Linked DNA regions of Xenopus laevis: region 2 is linked to region 1. A link is a contact called in public Hi-C data. All regions are on one chromosome and are shown on one strand. Each heading gives the region's core, a stretch centred on a gene start, on an enhancer-like site or on the middle of the called end of the contact. The rest is flanking DNA. Distances are from core to core; before and after follow the strand shown. Region 1 overlaps ccdc175.L (putative leucine-rich repeat-containing protein DDB_G0290503). Region 2 holds the start of XB5727110.L (potassium channel subfamily K member 16).

Evidence for each region. A called contact is a pair of places that touch in the nucleus more often than the background predicts.
Region 2: a Hi-C map of the XL177 cell line shows a contact between it and region 1, with 5 times the contacts expected there. The contact joins the promoter of XB5727110.L here to the enhancer-like site in region 1. A contact is called at or near these places in 2 of 4 Hi-C or Micro-C datasets (the XL177 cell line and the XTC cell line).

The regions. Positions count from the first base shown.
Region 1 is chr8L:94,327,300-94,333,234 of Xenopus_laevis_v10.1, reverse strand. It overlaps ccdc175.L (putative leucine-rich repeat-containing protein DDB_G0290503), which reads right to left. Exons shown (of 21, transcript XM_018230673.2): 4 at 5,847-5,935; 5 at 5,484-5,619; 6 at 4,136-4,364; 7 at 3,501-3,623; 8 at 2,177-2,286; 9 at 1,573-1,654. The coding sequence starts at 5,886. Among protein-coding and RNA genes, the nearest start is that of ccdc175.L, 9.9 kb to the right of the region's middle. Within about 2 kb of position 3,349, at least 1 of the 7 cell types and tissues checked has an H3K27ac peak or open chromatin away from gene starts, as enhancers often do.
Region 2 is chr8L:94,529,654-94,535,588 of Xenopus_laevis_v10.1, reverse strand. It overlaps XB5727110.L (potassium channel subfamily K member 16), which reads right to left and starts at 2,605. Exons shown (of 5, transcript XM_018230830.2): 1 at 2,193-2,605. The coding sequence starts at 2,390.

The DNA of each region.
Region 1 (5,935 bases), core at 2,100-4,599:
TGGGGGTCCTAGAAGAGATAGTCCCAGCTAAATATACTCAAATCTCTTTTCGTATCCTACTCTTTTATGCAAAAAAAACTGTAGCCCTTCACTGGATGGGTAACCTCTCACCCTCTCTCAATGCGTGGATACAACTGGTTAACAAAGCAGTACCCCTATATAAGCTCACCTACGAAATTAGGGGAACACCAACAAAATTTGATAAAATTTGGGGCTTGTGGAATGACATTGACCCGACCCCTCTATAGTAGGTCATAGCCGAGTCCATCTCCTACTATGAAACCCCTCATGGTTTGCTATCCTTCGTATCCTCGAGGGTCCCAACCTAACCGTCAGATGTATAGTTCACCTGAGTTTGATAGTGTCCATCTCAACTGCTCAATAACTGTATTGTGTTATGCTTGGTGATAGCATGTGCCATATTTTCTTCCTGCCTAAATTGTACAGTCTAGTCTGCGAGTGTACTTATTGTTGTACGTATGATTGTTGTATGTGTTTTAAAATGAGAAATAAAACTTACCTTTAAAAAAAAAAGAATACTTCGTACACAGATACAGCAAGTTTTTACACTCTTGATAAGATATGGTTTAGGTCTAATTTCTGCCATTTGAATAATATGTATACAGTATTGCGTTCATAATGCAGATACAGCTAACCTTGTCAGGCCAGTGAGGCCACTGCCCTATTACTTCAGGCTAAAATGCTTGCACCCATCTAGTAGCACACTCTTCTACACTACTATTTGAGTGATACCATCGATATGAATATTTCAGTAAATGTATGAGATCCTATTGTATCTAATGTAAACAATAAACAAACTGCCTTACAAAATTACTTCTCCATATCAGGCCGGATTTCTGGAAAGGCCACCTAGGCCAGGGCCTAGGGCGGCAGGATTTTAGGGGGGCAGCATGCTGCCCAACCACACCGACATTGATTCAAAAACACTGGGGATGCGCTGGAGATACAATCATTTTTTTAATTTCCCATACGCCAATCCCCATTGCTCCTGTCCCCCTGGAGGGGGACAGGGGTGACGAACGGTAGTGGGCCTAGGGGCAACGAATGGTAGTGGGCCTAGGGGCACCCACTATGTAAATCCGGCCCTGAATAGCATTATGAAAATGCATTATGGTTTGACTTATTTTTCCAAATATTACACATGAAAATTAATCTACTAATCTATACCTTTAGAATAGCAGTGAAGAAGATGGGAAAAAATGCAGATGGATATTTAGAGAATAGTAACTAAAGAGGAAGGTTGTCTTATTATATATTAAATGAAACAAAGAAAAAATTTGTGACATTTGGGGCGCTGCTGTTGAGTTTACAGGGGAGGATGTACTCACTTAGTGCCAATAATTCATAAACAATATCGCCAGAACACAAGTGAATCAACTAATAAAACACTGTCATGTACTTAAAACATGGCAGAGAGAATAAAGGCATATACTAAACAGTCACTTGTAAGTGATACCCTATGTAGTATAACCAGTATTAAGCATTGAGTTGTTTTTTGTAACTCAACAGAACATTTTTATTTCTTGTTTTAATAGTACAATCTCTCCTTACCTCGGATATCTTTTCATTCAGCGATTTCCTTTCTTTTGTGTAATTGTCTTTCATTTCTTCAATGCATATTTTAAAATCATGTCTAAAACACAAATATACATTGTATCAAATACTCAAAACTACTGTGATGGTGGGACAAGATATTATTTAGGGAGGCACTGGATCTGGTTCTGGATTTGATAGAATCATAGCCTTTTTTGCAAGATTTGCATTTGGAGGAATACAAGCATCCGGCAGAACCTAAATCAAACCCTTAAAATCACATGACATGATTATGTGATTTAGCACATTGCTGCTATTTTTTTGCAAGTGCATTTTCTCTCCTCCTGAATTATTCTCATTTGTATATGCAAATTAGGGTTCGGTTTGCTTTGGGATTCACTTTGGAAAAACGGTATTTGCCTGAATCTGGAAAAAGTGGTTTTGGTGGATCCCTAATATTATTATGTTTTTAATTAAGACCTCTTCTATTTATTTCCATTAGCTGGCTTACCAATCATCTGGAAGAACACCTTCTAGATATTAATAAGCTAATATTTTATAATACCCTATAACCTAAATATCTAAGTGCTTGGTTTAACATCAGTATAGGTTATATTCTCACATTTTCTGTGCCAGATTCTGGGACTCCTGTCTCTTGGCATCCAGCTTTTCTGTTAGTCGGGCGTGCAAGGCTTGTAAAAGTAATATCTCATCTTTTATGCCAAGAATAATCTGTTAGTAAAGAGAAATACAGCACTTGGTTTAAACATTTTAAGAAACTTTCAGGACAGCCGAGACATGTAAACACATAAGATATATGGATTACTGTAAACAGGTCCGGACTGAGAATTAAATTAGGCCCTGGCATTTCAGGTACACAGAGGCCCACTCAGCCCACATAGAGACCCAAACAGCCCCCACCAGCCCACTAAATACTGACTTTCTATGGCACCTTATAGCAGCCCCTCTGGCATTTGCCAGAACCCACAGATGGCCAGTCCGGGCCTGACTGTAAAAGGGTAATGGCAATCAAAATGCAGTGAGTCACCTTGACCACAAGCAGCATTACATTTTGTGCACTATTTTTGCTATTAGCATTTTTAGAAACAGTCATCATTGACTCGTGGTTATAAGAGAACAAAAAAGCTAATTTGAGTGGCTTATTATTAAAATATGCGTAAAAAAGAACCAGTTAACAATCACAGTAAATAATTAGGAGTAAGCCATATAGTTAATGTTCAAGATACTGCCTCTGACCCTGAATATACAATATAGCAATCCAAACAAGTGTCATTGCCAAGCATAAAAATGTTTATTTAGACCACAAATAAAACTATTTAAAAAGTTCATACCAAACAGAGGTATCCTGGTGTTCCATGGTCTCTAAGTTCCTCCCTCCTAGTATGTTTTGTGCCTTTGGCACTTCATCAGATGAAGTCTGATGCCATTTGATATGGTATGAATTGTGGGTTTTTCTTTATGTATTTTTGTTTATCAAATGCATGAGTTTATAGGCGATACTGCCAACTGTATTGTTACATAAAAAGCACTTACAGGATTACAGTATAACAGGTATTAGAAAACCTATAGAGTAGGAAGAACTAATCTTTAGGGATAAAAGATGTGGGATAACAGAAATAATTGTTGCTGAAGAAAGTTTATTACGGTTGGAGTTGCCAAGCCTTGGGGTGATGCCACATGCAGCTGAAACACACAGGCCGAGAATCAGCCCCTTAGAATCCACCACTTGTGCCTGCACTTGGGCTAACGCAACGGTTCTGGGTGCAGGCAGAGAAGAAGGCCGATGTCAATGTAGGGGCCGATTCTTGGCCTGCTTTTTCAGGTCCTAAACTAACAGAAATTGTATTGGACAAGATTAGTTTAGTAAAGTGTTACTGGTAAAGAAAATCATGCCAAGAAGCTTTAGAAAAACATGTTTTCTCTACCTCTTTTTCCTTGCTTATCTTTTCCTCCTCTTTAAATAGCACGGAGGTCAGGCGGACATAAATTTTGTTTTTTTCATTGTTTTGTTCTTCTTGGATCCTTATTTTTATCTCTGTCTCTTCAATCTGCAACATGAAGCATATTAAAATGGCAGGTTACTTTACGTTTACTTATATATCCAAGTAAGGCAGAGTGTGTATAATAAACAGAGAATTGTGCATAATCCATTAGAAGTGATTAAGTCTCTATGGGTAGATGTGAAACAAGACAATTATATGGATGCACTAGAATTCATATTGTATTTCATTCACAATGCTCCTGATCATTATTGCACAGTGAGCAGGAATAATACACCTACAAATAAGCTGTGTTTATCTTTCCTCTAATCCACATCAGTGGAAAATTGAGAGATCCAGGAAATATTACCCTTCTATGCAAAATGAAAAAAAACATTATTCTGAAGCAAAATATACAAGACACTGGTCTTTAAAAAGAAAGATGGCTATGTTATACCAATATTGCAAAAGTGCTATATACAATGTTATTACTCAAAACATTTCTCTCGGAACATATACTGTATAGAAAAATTCATATCTTGCAAAATATATGTACAGTATATAAAGATAAGCAGTAGCACCTCATCAATCAAGTGGCTTTTCTCCTCCAAAAATATTTCTCTTTCAGTTATCATGTCTTCTGCCAGGTCTTCAGTTCGGTTTTTGTATTCAATAACTGCATCTTGGGCTTCTTTACATTTCACGTGAGTATTATTTACTACAATGTTTAGGTGAGCCTTCTCTGCCATCTGCTGGTTAAGTATATCAACGGCTTGTTGGTACGCCTCCCCCATTATTTTACCCTGCTGACTAGGATATGAAAACAATAACACATTTTATTATTCAATACGAATCAATGGCCAGGGCAATAATAAAATCCTTTGCACATGGATTTACAAAAAACATTTCCCAGGTAATACTATACATTTGTATGTAAGCCAAAAAATATATGTTTCTGTAATCTAATGCCGATAGATATTTGTTGTGGGTGTTTGTTTAGTGCAGTAAAAATAATGAAAGTAAACATATGTTTGGGTGCTATGGATCACAATAAACATTGGCAGTTTTTCTCCAATGTCTCATTCACCAACGTCTGTGGCAAAAAATAAAAGGTCTAAATAAAAAAAAAATTACTAAATTCCTTTCATAGAAAATAAGCATCTTGAAAATGCATTGATAGATGGTAGTGGTGCTGATAACAAGAGACAATAATTACAGTGGTGTAAAGGCTAACATTAAAAGTACAGACTTAAATCTACTGGTATATAAATGATCAGCACATATTGTATATCAGGGGTCCCCAATCGTTTGAACCCTTGAACAACATTCAGAAGTAAAAGGAATTGGGGAGCAACACAAGAATGAAAAATGTTCTTGGAGTGCCAAATAAGTGCTGTGATTGGCCATTTGCTAGTCTATGTGGATTGTCAACCTACATTGAGACTCTGTTTGGCAAAATATGTGTTTTTTTTATGCAATAGAAAACTTGTCTCCAAGCCTGGAATTCAAAAATCAGCACCTGCTTTGAAGCCACTTGGAGCAACATCAAAGTGGTTGGAGAGTAACATGTTGCTCACGAGTTACTGGTTGGGGATCACTGCTGTATATAATTGTATAATAAACTACACACTAATTGGAACTGGAATTGATAGAGAGGATTCTTTTTGCATGCCCCAAATCACAGGGATCCATCAACTATCCATAAAAATGCACAAAAATAAAACCAACCATAGTAGATACAAAAAATAAAAAAAAAACTTCAGCAGCTCTAGGTAATGAGACAAAACACTCAATTAGATACACGTAACTGTAATTTTCACTTTTCTCAGTCATATTTAGCTATCTTAGATAGCAAGATTACAACAATACATGGATCACAATTCCATACATTTTCTGTTGTGATACATTTGAGGAAGAAACAAAATATACCTAAGGGACAAATTCCTTTCTTCAAGCTCAGTTTGTCTCCAAGCAGCATGTTCCAGATCCAGTATTTTGTTTGTTAACTCACTTTGCAGCTGCTGTAGCTCTGATGCATTCAATAGTCGTGCACTTAAAACTGCCTCTAAAACACAAATAATCAAATAAAGAGCCATACCTTGGGAATAACATATAACCAAACCCTTAGAAAAGGCTGGAGGCATGGCTGATTGTTACAGTAAAGACAACACTGAGGAAACATACTGAACATAAGAGGAGATGTTTTCTTATTGTTTGACCTTACTGATCCCCATAGAACACTGAGAGAGGTTCAGACACATAACACACACCAGTGCATAAAAGTACCATCACCTTCTATCTCCTTTGTTATTATTCTTGGGAGGTGTTGCATTCTGTACCGCAATTTGCTGGTCTTTATTGTTTCTTCTTCCAGACGCTCA
Region 2 (5,935 bases), core at 1,356-3,855, 200 kb before region 1:
ACCCTCCTCCCCATGCTAGCGCTGGTGTGAGCAAAGAAATTGAAAAGCCCACAAACTGTGGAATGTTGAATAACTGGACTGTAGCATTAAACATTTTGTACAGCACCATTTCTTTTTCTCAGACAATACAGAGGAGTCAATGTTACAGGACTTAAGGTGGCCATAGACTGGAAAACAATCCTATTACATTCTTAAGATTCCCCTGCAAGTATGACGTATCCTAAATAGATTCAAAAGTTCTGAATGATTTTGTGCCAATGGCAGATACTTTGCTTTCAAGGTCCTCCTTAAAGCTGGCCATAGACGCAACGATCTGATTGTACGAATCGTGGATTCGTACGATTTTCGGACCGAGTGTGGAGAGTCCCAACAGTTTTCGTCCGTGGAGATCGGTCGTTTGGTCGATCGGACAGGTTAGAAAATTTCTGTCGCCTGCCGATAATATCTCCGCGTGTATTGCCGATCGTACGATTTTCAGTGGGAGACTGTCACCAGCTTTGTCAGACATAACTATCGTACGATTGCTGTCAGGGGCAGAACATCGGCTGATCTGTTCTTATTTGATTGGAATGGTAAGACTTTGATCTGAATGGTTAGTGGAGGGTCGGGAGATGGGAAAGTCCGATCGTACGTTGATTCATATGATCGGATCTTTGCTCCTATGGCCAGCTTAAGTCATTAGTGAACAGATTCAATAAAAGTGAAACCAATACAAAACCATGTGACAAGTAATTACATTGAGAACAGTAATAGGTTAATATTAACCAGATTTGTTCTGTGCTTAGAAACAATTGTCTATATATGACCTTAAAGTCATAAATGTGACTGTCCTGAAGTTGTGTCTTCATTGACTCAGTGTTTGTTTTTTATAACGTACATTAGATAAGGCAATATTACTATCACTGTTACCAAGGTACTTTATTACTTGCACACTTGTAACGTGTCATTTGATCATAAATCCAATATAGCACTACTATCACTAGTCACTATCTGATTACTCCTGTCTAAACCACACTATAGGAAGAGTTTCCTAAGATTCCGAACAATCCTGTACACGTTCTCTGCCTTTTTTGTATGTTTTTTTGCTATTATTTGCAAATATTTCTATCCCACATTTACAGGAATGCAAAAATATTTTCTCACATGCAGAAATTAATCATACATTTTCATTAAAAAAAATCACAAATAAAAAAACTAGCAAAAATGTTTGCTATAGCACCTAAACACTTTCAGGTGGGGGTTTCGTCTTTAAACTAATTCATTATATTATGTAGAGACAATTTGCTGGTCTTCATTTTTTATCTTTTGTAGCTTTTCAGCTATTTAGGTTTAAGTTTAGCTGCTCCCCAGTTGGGTATTTCAGCGGCTATCTTGTTGCTAAGGCCTTATTTACCCTAGCAACCAGACCATGGTTTGAATGATATGAATAGGCGAGGGGCTGAATATGAAGTTAACAGTTAAGTAATAAAAGTAATAATAACAATAAAAAATAGCCACACAAAGCAACAGCTTTTTGCAGGTTTTTTCCATTTGAAAGATGTAAAGAGACAGAAGGCAAATCATTGAAAAATTATAAAAAATAATGAAAATTACTATTACCTAGCATATTCACTTTATGGGGTTGCCAGATCCCTTGTCTCAAGATATTTATCCCTACTAACACTCCACCAGACTCTCCTCCCCTTATGCCCTGAGGGAACTGTGAAATTATATTTTTGACTTGAAATGATTGTTGGCTTCTCTAAGTGCACTGTTCCTGACTTCTTTATAATGTTAAACTTATTAAGGACTATTTCAACAAAAAATAAATAATGAAGACCAAGTGCTTGTTCCTAGGAATAGGCCAGTCTATAATATACTAAAAGTTAATATGAAGGTGAGCCATTTAGGAAAATAGTGAACTACACAAAAACAAATCATAAAAAAAAACATTGAGAGAATTTGTTCTAGTATAAATGTAACTTTTCATAAATGGGAAAAATATTCACATTTACAAAAAAAACTATTTTGCTCAAATTCACAGAAGGAAATGATATAAAATGTTAGTAAATCATTTTGAACTAAGCTGCCTCTTTAAAATCTTGGTCTTTGACCGTACTTGCACTATGTATAATTGTGATATCTGCTCCTATCCCACATTACTGAGCCCAGAAACAATATCTGTTTAGAGCTTTTGTAAACATGTTTCTTACATGAACTAGATGATCCAAGGCTTCTTTTGTGAGGCATGTGTAATTCTTCAAGAAGTCCAGTCTATGGCGCTCTGTGTCAGTTTTTGCTGTATCTTCTGCTTCTTTTTCCAGCACCTGGAATACAAGTGCCCCAGCCAGCAAATATACCATGAATGCCACAGCTAAGAAAATGCTCTTGTATGTCTCAGCACAAGGCATGCTGTTATGTGGCTTCCACCGCTCTTCTCCCTGCTGCTGTGGTGCCTTCCTTGTTGATATCTGTGAGAAGCAGGAAACACAGATTGTGACTCAAGGGTGGATGAGGTTGGACTGTGAAGAGCCTTTTTTTCTACGGGTCCCCGTTTCCTTACGAGTAAAGTAGGTGGCTTGTCAGTGACAGGAATAAGCTCTTGTCTCATAGGCAAACTTTGTACTTTGAGTTTAGACAATGTTTGCACTTCCTGAAAGTTTATAGGAAACAGCCGTCCTAAGACTAATTGCATCATTTGTTTAAATAAGCGTGCACTTTATTAACTAAACACATAATTGTAGGAACTGGCCCCTCCAATTTGTGTTTTATTCCTTTATTGTTTTGAATAGGTCACCCAAATCCTTTCTAAACATTGTAAATCATAACTCTGTTATTATTTTAATCACAATATTATCTAGGGATCTAGGGAAAACACAAGGCATTGAAACAGTAGTTTCATTGTCAGATTTGCATTAATAGTACCTAGCTGCACAGCTACAAATCCATGACTAGAAAAGCCTCACTCCTCTCAGAGAAAAGAACCCTGGGCAAAATTATTTAAATATCCATTCTTTAAAGGGGTTTATGCCATCGCCACTATCCTGCACTTGTCACTTAGCCATCTAGACAATAAAGACACATATGTACATATGCTGTTCATAGACTTCAGCTCAGCATTCAATACAATCATTCCTCAGCACTTGAGTGTTAAGATGAGCATGCTGGGCCTGAACATCTCTATCTGCAACTGGATCCTGGACTTCCTAACCAAGAGACCTCAGGTAGTCCAATGGGAAAAAACACCTCCACTCTTAGAGTTTAAGCTTACTGTTGTGTGATGGCTGCTTGAGAGCCTCCTAATAAAGCACTGTTATACTCTACTCATCCTCGGCTAGTAGGTAAGTATTTTAGTGGTTTTCTTTTCTTTCAGTTCTCAGGCTCAGGCATAGGCTTGTCTCTTCACTTGTTTGGTTCCTACTTCCTGGATAGAGAGATGACCCAATGACAGCCCTTCCCTTTGTTCATTAATTGTACCTGTACTGGCTTCTGCAGTTTTTCCACATCTGCCCCGTGTTATACAGCATTCTGGGAGTGGCATACCTTCTCTCTGGGTGTTTTACAGTCACTGTGTCATACCAGCCATGGACCTTTTATTGTTTTATAATCTCCTTACAAGAAGATAAGTGGAGGCATAGACTGATGTCTTTGATGATGTGGTCGCTGAATAGGTATGTAAATGGAACACTCCTTATTAGGCACTACTTAAAGGGGATCTTTTGCAAAAATTAAAATGTGATATAAGGTTCATCTTGCTAAAATAAGAAACGTTCTAAATACTGTATAATTAATTAAAAAATTCTGTTACTCAAGTTACTCTTCACCCTCCCTCTCTGAGCAACCTGTCTCTCTGTCTTTATGCAGTAGTTGGAGTGAGTTTTTGATTAGCAGTTAGGTCTAATACATCCTTTAGGTGTTCACTCTTTTAAAATAACTGGCTCTGATGTCTCTGCGTGTAGGGTGTTTGCCACAGTATGCTATTACCTTTTGTTTGTGCTGGAGTTGGTTATTTGAGTTATTCAGCTAAGAAAGGGAGCCCTCCTAAAAGATGTATTAGACTTACCTGTCAAAATCTGACCCAGACCTCAGCATGAAGAGTGTGAGGTTGTGGAGAGTGAGATGCTGAAGAGTAACTTGATTATTTCTTAAACTAGAATTGAATACCCCAGATCCCGCCCACTCCACATCACAGTTAAAAGACCACACAGACATCAGCGTTAAAAAAGGTAACCCCCCCCCCCCACACACACAAGTTATAAAAAGCTATTGGGGACCAGGGCGCCCCTATAAGTTAAAAAAAACATTGGCACCAGGGCCCCCCCATAAAAGTTAAAAAAAAAAAAAAAAAAAAAAAAGCATTGGTGCCAGGGCCCCCCTTAAAAGTTAAAAAAAATTGGGGCCCCACGAATATTTTTAAAAGAACATTGGCACCAGGGCCCCCCTTACAAGTTAACAAAAAATTGGGGCCCCAAAGAATATTTTTAAAAAAAAACATTGGTGGCAGGGGCCTATAGAGTATTAAAATATTACATTGGTGGCCAGGGGATTAAAAAAATTTAAAAAAACACATATTGGTGTTTAGAGGAATTGACTTCAGGACTTCAGCTTTGTCTCCTTTCGTGAGTTTGGGATCTTTTCACCTCTTCAGGACTTCAACTTCGGATGTTTTCGTGACTTTGGGTTTTTTCACCGCTTCGGAACTTTGGCTTCGGCTATTTTTGTGGCGGGTCTTTTTGCCCTTTCAGGACTTCGGGACTTTCAGCACTTCCACATTTCAGCTGTCAGGACTTCGGAAGGAGGCGGCAAGGCTTGGCGCTGTCAAGGGGGACCCGGCTCTTTCAAAAAGTTCAGCACTGCCAGGCCCCCCTTCAGGCCCGGGCCTGGTACACTTGTACCCCCTGTCCCCCCTGATGGCTATTGTAAGATGCCATAGACAGTGACTATTTAGTGGGCTGGTGGGGGGGCTGGTGGGGGGCTGGTTGGGCCTATTCAAATCTTAATTTGGGCCAAGCAGGCAGGAGGGGGTGAATTGGTGCAAGTAACTTTTAAGAATGGACTCTATGGATGATCAATGGATGAGGCAACAATGTTATTGTTACTTTTTATCACTTCTAATTCTATTCAGGCCCTTTGCTATTCTTCCAGTCTCCCATGCAAACCACTGCCTGGTTGCTAGGGTAAACTGGACCCCAACAAGTTCTGAAGTTTTAAACTGGGGAGATTTAATAGTTCATAATCATAAATCACAAAAAATGAAGACCAATTGCAGCTTAGAATATAGCTCTGTATATTAAACTCTTGCACTTGCCTGACCTTAATCTAGATAGGGCTCTGATACATAGTGCACAAAAGCACTCATTGACACAAAGCAAACCTGGACTTTTTGCCTGCCTAAACCTGCAAGTATTTCTAGGCTCCCTTAGCAATATCCTCAACTGACTAGCACCCAGTGAATCAGAAACAAATGTTGTTATTAATTCCACATGCCAGAGGTGACACCAGGGCTGCACCTGCCATGAGGCAAAGTGAACAGCTGGCAGTTAGTGGCCAGTTACCAGGTAAGGCAAAAATCCACTCCTTGAGTAATTTGCACTTAACTGTCATTTTACCTGATGAAGGAGCTGTCAGTACAGTTAAGGGGTGACTGGCAGTTAATAACCTAAAATAAACAAATTGGCACCTAAAGCATAATGAGAGTAATTGGTTAAATGATTAATTGTATTCCAGAAGATTATGCTGATATTGTATAGCTGATACCACATATTATCTTGAATTCCACTAGGGGGCAGTATTGTTTCCTTATTTGTTTTGTTTCAATGAGTAGATTATGTGTGAGCTGTGGGCACTGTTTATCTATTCGTTTTTTTAAAAAATGTTGTTTGCACCAATTCATCTGTTTATGAGGCAAGTTTTTAGAAGACAAGTGATTTACTGCAAGTTAATTTCTCATTTGCAT